2 separate regions of the Xenopus tropicalis genome follow, and region 2 is linked to region 1. A link is a contact called in public Hi-C data. All regions are on one chromosome and are shown on one strand. The core of a region is the stretch at or near the end of the contact, and the rest is flanking DNA. Distances in the headings are between cores, read along the strand shown.

Region 1 (4,138 bases), core at 923-3,422:
TTATTAACAATTAAATAAAACAATACCCCCAGAACGAATACTTAACCAGCAGATAGTTAATATTATATTAAGTGTCCGATTAAAGAATCTGGAATATATATGTATATCTGTAAATATTGGCCTTTTACTTATTTTACCTTGAGCCACCATAAATAATGCAGCTCTAACTGTAACAGGAAGAAGTGTGGGCGTAAAAGACAGAACTTTGTCCATTAATTGGTTGATGTGAACTAACATGTATGTGTGCCCTTGGTTTGTGTGCACCATGAATTGTATGATCCCAAGGGGACAGCCCTTAGTAGCTAAAATGGCAATTTTCTATTTAGGAGTACATAGTAATAAATATTACTAAACAGTATATTTTCATGAAAATGGTTTATTTAAATTATATCTCATAGTAAGCATTATTTTGTAAATTTGTTAATAGTACATGCAACCATAAGGTTCATGTTGCACTGGAACTGACATACTATGGCATAGGCTCAAAAGAGTTATAAGCAGCTGTAACTAACAACTTCCTCCGAGCTGTTGTGAGAGGCTGTCACAAACATGCTGCCTAAGAAAAGAACATGGTAGCAAGTTACTTATTGGTTAAAGTAGTCATATTACACTGACTGATGGGCCTTAACCCAAACAAACAGAACAGTAGCAAGGTAGTATGCAAAAAAGAAATTGCCACTCTTTCTTATGCATCAAATAGAGTTAATGGGCTCACACTGTTCCACTATCTGTCATTGTGTCACCCCTTGGTAATTGGTCACAAAAAAAGAAAGCAGAGCCAAACAGTGCTTTGACAAAGGGCACAGGTCCCAAAACAGGCGGTTTAGTTTTATCCAAATAAAGTGTTGCAGTTAAAGGAACAGTAACTCCAAAAAATGAAAGAGCTTTAAAGTAATACAAATATAATGCACTGTTGCCCTGCACTGGTAAAACTGGTGTGTTTGCTACAGTAACACTACTATAATTTATATAATAAGCTGCTGTGTAGCCATGGGGGCAGCCATTCAAGCTGGAAAAAAGGAGAAAAGGCACAGGTTACATTGCAGATAACAGATAAGTTCTGTAGAATACAATAGTGTTTTATCTGTTATCTGCTATGTGCCTGTGCCTTTTCTCCTTTGAATGGCTACATAGTAGTTTATTTATATAAATTATAGTAGACTTTCTGAAGTAAACACACAACTTTTACCAGTGCAGGGCGGCAGCACATTACATTTTAGTTAAGTTTATACACTTTCATTTTTTGGTGTTACTGTTCCTTTAAATAGCACTGCTTTGTTGAGACTGACAATCAGCAGGTAGCATTTAGAGGCTAGGCTGTTTTAAAACAAACAGATCATCTAGTTTACTAAACCAGAGAAAACTCTTTGTATCTGCTTTCTGCATCAGTCACTGTATCCGAACGATCAGCTATTGATCTCCTTTGATCAGCAGGATGTTCTGTTGGGTGCACCCTGGACGGTGTGTGCAGATAGTCAGGCAGTAAGATTGAACTATAAACATTACCAAACTTTGATAGTCACAGAATGGTACGTTGGGTATCATCTAGGTACAATACATGCTCAGATGGTCAGGGACTAATGTCGAATTGGCCAAATTACCTGATTGATTCTTGGCACATATGATCACCTTAGCACTCATCTGTAAAGAAAAGCATGCATTTTCATCAGTGCAGTAACACTAGTAATATCCTGGAATCACCCAGTGCAGAATGGCAACTCAGTTTTCAGTGTAACACTGATCAGAATGGTGAATCTTCCAAACCTTATCTGTCTGTACATCTGTCCCCCTGCTTAGCAGCCAGGCTTTTAGATTTTTCATACTCTATCACTGTCTCTGCCTGACTGAGATGGGTAAATTGAAATTCCTAGTTCCCCCTCTCTCTCTGCTTCACCGTGTCACCCAGTGTATGATAGGATCCAAAATTCCCTCTGTCTGTACTACTACTGAACTGACCCACCCACTCTCTAATTATAACCCATAGTGAGAAAGCTGAGCTCTTGTGCTCCAGATAAAGGCATCAAGTCAGATATAATAGGAACCAATGAGAAGGCGTTGATGTCTTGACATCACAGTGACACATTTCACACCTTCAAAGAGCTGGCCAATTGAAAGCAACTTAGGGTTATATAAGATAGAATTTGGATGAGCTAGTTGGGTCACCCTGAAGTTTGCTCCGTCTCTAAAGCAGGTAATACATTTTACCCTTCTACTGTTAGGGGGAAAGCCTTGTTGTGTGTGAACTTGTTCTTTGCCAAAATAGACCTGCAAATTCTCAAACAAAAGACAACCAGAGCCAGTTTTAGGGTTTGGGAGAGAGGGCATTTGCCCCCTAGATTTGGTAGATGCAACATCAACTGGTTGGTTGCAGGATATAAATTCTTAATTTACATATATTGGGGCTCCAACCAACTACAATGCACAGGACTTCCACATCTATAACTTTTACTTAGAATGGTAAATTTATAGCGTCATCTCATTAATATCTTCATAGAATGTAAATCTTCCTTTAGCAAAATATACTTGCAAAGCATAAGTTTATAAACCACACATGCAACTTTTTTCGTACAAAAGTAATATCCTTCTAGCTAGAAAGTATTGTGTGGAAACCAAACTGTAGGTTTCTGCAGAACTCTGGGCAGACCAAGTGCCTAGAAAGTGTACAAAGAAGGACACTTGCAGACCATATAATTGTGTCCCTATGTGAAGGCTGCAGTGCATTAAACCTTTCCCTGTATATGATACTTGATCGATGCAATTATATCAGGGAGACCCCTGCAGTAACATTTACATGTTCTTTTTGTAGACTAAAATGATTGTAAATTTTGCATGTATTTGCTGATAAATAAGTACAAAACAGCTGTTACCATTTTCATTAATGTTTACAGTAGGTTTCTCAACTATTCCTTAGCACCCACCAGAAGTGAGCTTACCACTGTTATATCTACCTTTTACTGACCCTTCATATGTGACGACCTGTGCATTAGTGATGGCATCCTTAGTGCATGAAGCAAGGAAAGGACGTAGAGCCTTAATATTTATAAATAGTTACAATAATACAGATCTTATGAGGATTTAACTCATTTGAGCATTTAACACAGATCTTGGACAGATCTTGGAATTCTTCAACCCTTTTTGTATGGTAGACTTTTAGAGCCTTTCATTATTTGCTTGTAAGGTATACTTTCTTGTAAGGCAGATCTGTAGAGTCTTAACCAGCAAACTTGTGGAGCATTTACATTTTTGCCCTCAAGTCAGTCCACTAGAGCAATGCTCCTCCTAAGTTGTACACATAAAATATGACAACACCACACACTATCAATGTGGCGCATATAGAAAATGTTGTATGTACAAATATAATTTAGTAACTGTTACGACAATCTGTTGTGCAGTGCCAGAATGGTTAGTCTTTCAGATCCTGTCTATCTGAACTACTGCATGTTGTGACTCGGTATGCTCCAGTGTGTACAGTCCCCATAGAGAAGCATGGGTTCATTTAACTCTTACATCCCCGTGTGGTGGATGGCAAAAATCAATGCATGGAATCAAAGTTGTAAATGTTCAAATGCAAGAGCCCTTATTCTTTCCCATTTATTGGGACCTATAACTTTAACTCAGAAGCTCCAAAATTAATAGCCTGAACAGTGATTTTGGTGAAATGCGGTTTTGGATGCCTTGTTAACTATGTAATAAGGTAATTATGCCTGCTTAATTATTAGACCTAAAAAGTCTGAATAACTCACAGCTAAACAGAGCTACAGAACTTAAATCCTTTTTCTGTTAAATAAACCTAAAGAGACTTAAACCATTCCTTGTAAAAAAAAAAAAATACCTGCAAGAATGGCTGCAAAGCTCCTAAATCTTTCTTTCCAAAACAACTGGTTTCCTGATGAATTTTCAGATGCTTTCACTTAGGACCTTGTGAAAGACCTACTCTCTTTAACCCTATCTCAGTAAGACTGTCCCCCAGTAGGCAGCTTTCCCTACAACTGATCATCTGTCAGTGAATTCAAAAATCTCTTTCTAGTATAGGAATATCTGTTTACTGGGGACAGTTGATTTATGGGTCATTCAACCCTTCAGTATTGGTAAGCCCTACCATGATAGACAGATACTTAAAGTGATTGCATGTTTGTTT
Region 2 (4,138 bases), core at 664-3,163, 140 kb after region 1:
CAGTATAATGAAAAATAATAATAAAATGCAGTAATTTATTGGTGAGGTCTCTCTATGCATATTAATGCAGTGCTATGTGTGGCATTTCTTTTTGTCCATCTCTACATTTTTCAAATGTTGGGAGGTTTGGCCTAGGGTGGTGTGATTTTAGGGGCAGCATGCTGCTCAGCCGCCTTTTTTTTTATTCCCAGAGCACTGGGGAAATAGGTGAGCAGGAGATTTGTTTAATTCTCTTGCGAGCTAATTCCTCAGTGCTCTGGGTCCAGAGGAGAAGCACAAGCGACAAGGGGCAGTGGTGGGTGATAGGAAGGAGAGAAGCTGCTGCGCATGCGTATGTGCATATGAGTGTGGGGCGGGATGGAGGGCAGGGCGCAATGTAAGGTGGCCAGCCTAGGAGTGTGCAAACTGGAAATCAGGTGCAACTGGACCCATCCTTGGCCTATTGAACTCATAGTTATCCCCCCCTTACGTATAGGTTCATCTGCATAGTAGAAAATTCTGAATTCTTTATACAGGTATGGAACCTGTTATCCAAAATGCTCATGACCTGGATAAGGGATCTTCCTGTAATTTGAATCACCATACTTTGTCTATGAAAAATCTTTTAAGCATTAAATAATACGGTTGTTTTGCCTTCAATAAGGATTCATTATATCTTAGTCGGGATTAGGTACAAGGCACTGTTTTATTATTATAGAGAAAACACGTAATTTATTTAGTCTGGAGTCTGTAAGAGATAGCCTACCTGTAATTTGGAACTTTCTCGATAATGGGTTTCTGGGAAATGGATCCCATACCTGTACATGCATGAGATCAATTTAGCTGGCAAGCTATTATCCCAAAGGCCCTTAATACAGCAGTGCAGTTTCACAGTGCCCTATTTTATGTCCCAGTGTGTAATTAAAACAATCTCTATGTTTAACTAGTTTTTCAGTAATAATAAGACCTAATAATAAGTGCCTGGAAATAAGACAGCAAATCCATGTTGGTGGAAAAGAATTTCTAAATATGTTTAGTAACCTTAAAGGAGAAGGAAAGTAATTTTGGCATTTTACTGCCAATAGATTTGTCACATTAGTGCCACCTAGAACACTATATTTATTCTGCAGAAATCATTAGCATACCTGAGTAACCATCCCTAGAGGCTCCTTCCATTACATAGACCTTTCTGATAAAGCTTACTTAGTTTTTAACTTTCTTTCTCCTTTAAAGCATGATGCTCTGCATAACAGAAAAACTAGCAAACTAGTGATGAGCGAATTTTTTCACCAGGCATGGATTCGCAGCAAATTTCCGCATTTTGTCAACGGCAAATTGTTTTCTGAAACTTCGGTGAAAATTTGACGCAAAAAAAAAATCGCTCATCACTAGCAGAAACCTCTGTGTCACAAGCATTCTGGATAATAGATACCAAACTTGAAACTACAGACTGTATAAAAACGAAATCCTGAATAATTATTTAACAGATGCAGACAAAGAACAGTAATAGGAACAGTAGTAGGGAAAAAATGCTGAGGTTGAAAATTAAAAAAAAGAAATCTGTTCAAAGAAAAGTATGTTCCAGAATTCCAAATATATTAACAGTTCTATTTGTGATTGTTTTCTTGTACACATCAAGAAGATCATTTTCTGACATCTGGTCCTCCAAATTCACCCTTTGCTACTAGTAACTGATGAGCGCAGCCGAAAACACCCAGCGCATAACGGTACGATCCGAGGCTACCACCTGCTGGCCAATAAGAGAATAGCATTCACTGGCCGAGGCAATGAGCTTTTTTTCCCTATTGTCGCTTGTTTCCCAGAATCCTTTGTAGAAGGCACAGTGGAGAGGAAGTAGGCGGGTGGCTGAAGTGAAGCCGCCAGGCGCATGCTCTGTTTTCCCATAGGGCTGCACAAGGGGGGAGAGGAAGAGGAAGAGGTGGAGCAGAAGAGGCAGCAGATAGGTGAGACCTAGCAATAATATACTCTGCACACCCCGCATTCTATAGTATTGCATAGAATTCACCCTAAGGTTCGTACAATGCACACAATTCCCACAATGAGTATATTTCCCGCCCTGTATTTACTTTCCTGCAGCATTAAATCCTGGCAGGCTCACAACTCCTTATTCAGTACCCGTTTGGAATCATTACTAACTGCACCCACACGCACTGTCGCACTCTGTTTGGTACTTCCACCGCCCTCGGCATTGGAGCACTCTGTTATCCAACACTATTTTGGTCTTTAACGGTATCCGTAGTCGCTTAATTTACACGATATTTTACTTCTTGTTGTACAAAGGGAACTCTTGTGGGAAAACGCTGTTGTTTTATACACACGGGGCTTTGTGTAAAGGTGTCCGAAGCCAATTTCTCTGCCCACAAAATTCCAAACTGTATTTAATGTATCACTGCTGCGTCCTCCCTCTCACTGCCTAGGGTATGCAGGCTCCTCATTTACTAACAAAGGTGCCATTTGCACCAGCACAGTAACCCATAGCAACCATGTTTGCTCTCCTTAGTCTTACTGCCCCAGGCTGACAAAGTTGATTAGTTGTTATGGGTTACAGCAGCTGTAACTGACGCCAGTTTAGCAAATGGGGCCACAGTCTTCTGAACTCATGAGTGCACTTTGTACACCAACAAGTCTCTGCCTGGTGCTGCAACTTCAAATGACTTTATTCTTCTTGTAGTTTCATTGATTTATTCATGTACCATAGCTGAATGTATGCATAGGGCAACTACTACATCCAAATACCTTAGTGCTTGGAGTTCAGCTAGCTTTACCAGCAGGGCTGTTTTATTTTTTTGTTATTTTACCATAGAAGCTACTTTACATGCCCACAGCAAGCAGTAAGTCAGCAGTTATAATGAGCTACTGGCAGCACTGTATAAACTGCCAAAATGCGCCCTCTGTCCTCTGACATTAAAATGTACTATGTATGTGTACTTTGCTCACAAACAGCTTCAGAGTAATGTACAAATCACTTCTTGTCGCATCAACCTTGTTAAAGGGAGGGGGGGGGTTAGTGGTCTAAAGTTGGCCCTAATAAGTTACTTTTTTGCAGTGTATGTTTTTAAGGTGATGTGTCTATATTCTTTAACATGTGTGGTAAAAACTGTTGGAATCCCCTGCGACATATATGCATGGTGCTTAAGGGAGGATGTGCCAGTGTTAGCAGGAGGATGTATTGTGATCTAATAACAGATGTCAGTACTTGGGGTTTTTTTCCTTTTGCATATTTAAACAAAATGTCCGTAACTTTACAATGTACTTTTCAGTGAGTTTATAGTTATATGTAGATGAGACTGCAATTGATAATCAGTTATGCCCTTTACAATGCCATTTTCTTTGTACCAAATATAAATTGTACTGCTAGTCATCCGTACTCCCTTTTAGACTCCTATTTCCACAATGCCTTTTACATTCTGTGACTGACAGACCTGCAGTAAAGAACAGAAGTGTGCTGGTGTCTTAGCTAGAGGAGTTGATTTCTAATACATTTTTCTGTAGTCTGGCAAATTGAAAAAAAAAACTTATTTCAGCTGGAAGTTGAATTACAAATTGTCGTTAAAAAACTAGATGTTTATTGGAGTGGCTGAGAACTACTTTTTCTTTTATCATGGAAAGAAAAAAATATATTTTTGGCTGGACAACCTCTTTCAACACAATTGTACCCTGTACATAGAGATGTATATACTTTTCATGCTTTATTCATATAAAGACAAAGAGTTTATTATACCAATCAGTTAAAGGAGCAGTACACTCCCTTATCAACATGAGTTTAGTAAATAGGGCTCTTTATACCTATTGTTTTAATAGCAAAACAAATGTGGTTTTTGATATTTCTTGAGCTGAACAGGGAGACAGAAGGCATTCCATGTTTGGTTCTTGTGAGGTAATTTACTAATAATAATCCAAAAGGCAGTTTCCTACACAAATGTTTTAGTATCTTTTCTACTCTGGACACAATATTACCGTATATACTTGAGTATAAGCCAAGTTTTGCAGCACTCAAAATGTGCTTAAACAGGAATCCTCGGCTTATACTCGAGTCAAGCAGTATGCCCCCCCATGTGTCGCCCGAGCACTCACTATTAATCCCACCAACTAGTACCGGCACAGGCACGTTGTGCCTCCACCGCGACCCCCCAAAGCC

The links. A called contact is a pair of places that touch in the nucleus more often than the background predicts.
Region 2: a Hi-C map of neurula embryo shows a contact between it and region 1, with 1.5 times the contacts expected there. The contact joins the promoter of mypop here to the promoter of ckm in region 1. A contact is called at or near these places in 3 of 5 Hi-C or Micro-C datasets (brain, gastrula embryo and neurula embryo).

The regions. Positions count from the first base shown.
Region 1 is chr8:70,816,108-70,820,245 of UCB_Xtro_10.0, forward strand. ckm (creatine kinase, M-type) reads left to right here and starts at 2,173. Exons shown (of 8, transcript NM_204043.1): 1 at 2,173-2,191.
Region 2 is chr8:70,959,241-70,963,378 of UCB_Xtro_10.0, forward strand. It overlaps mypop (Myb-related transcription factor, partner of profilin), which reads left to right and starts at 1,914. Exons shown (of 3, transcript NM_001142037.1): 1 at 1,914-1,943.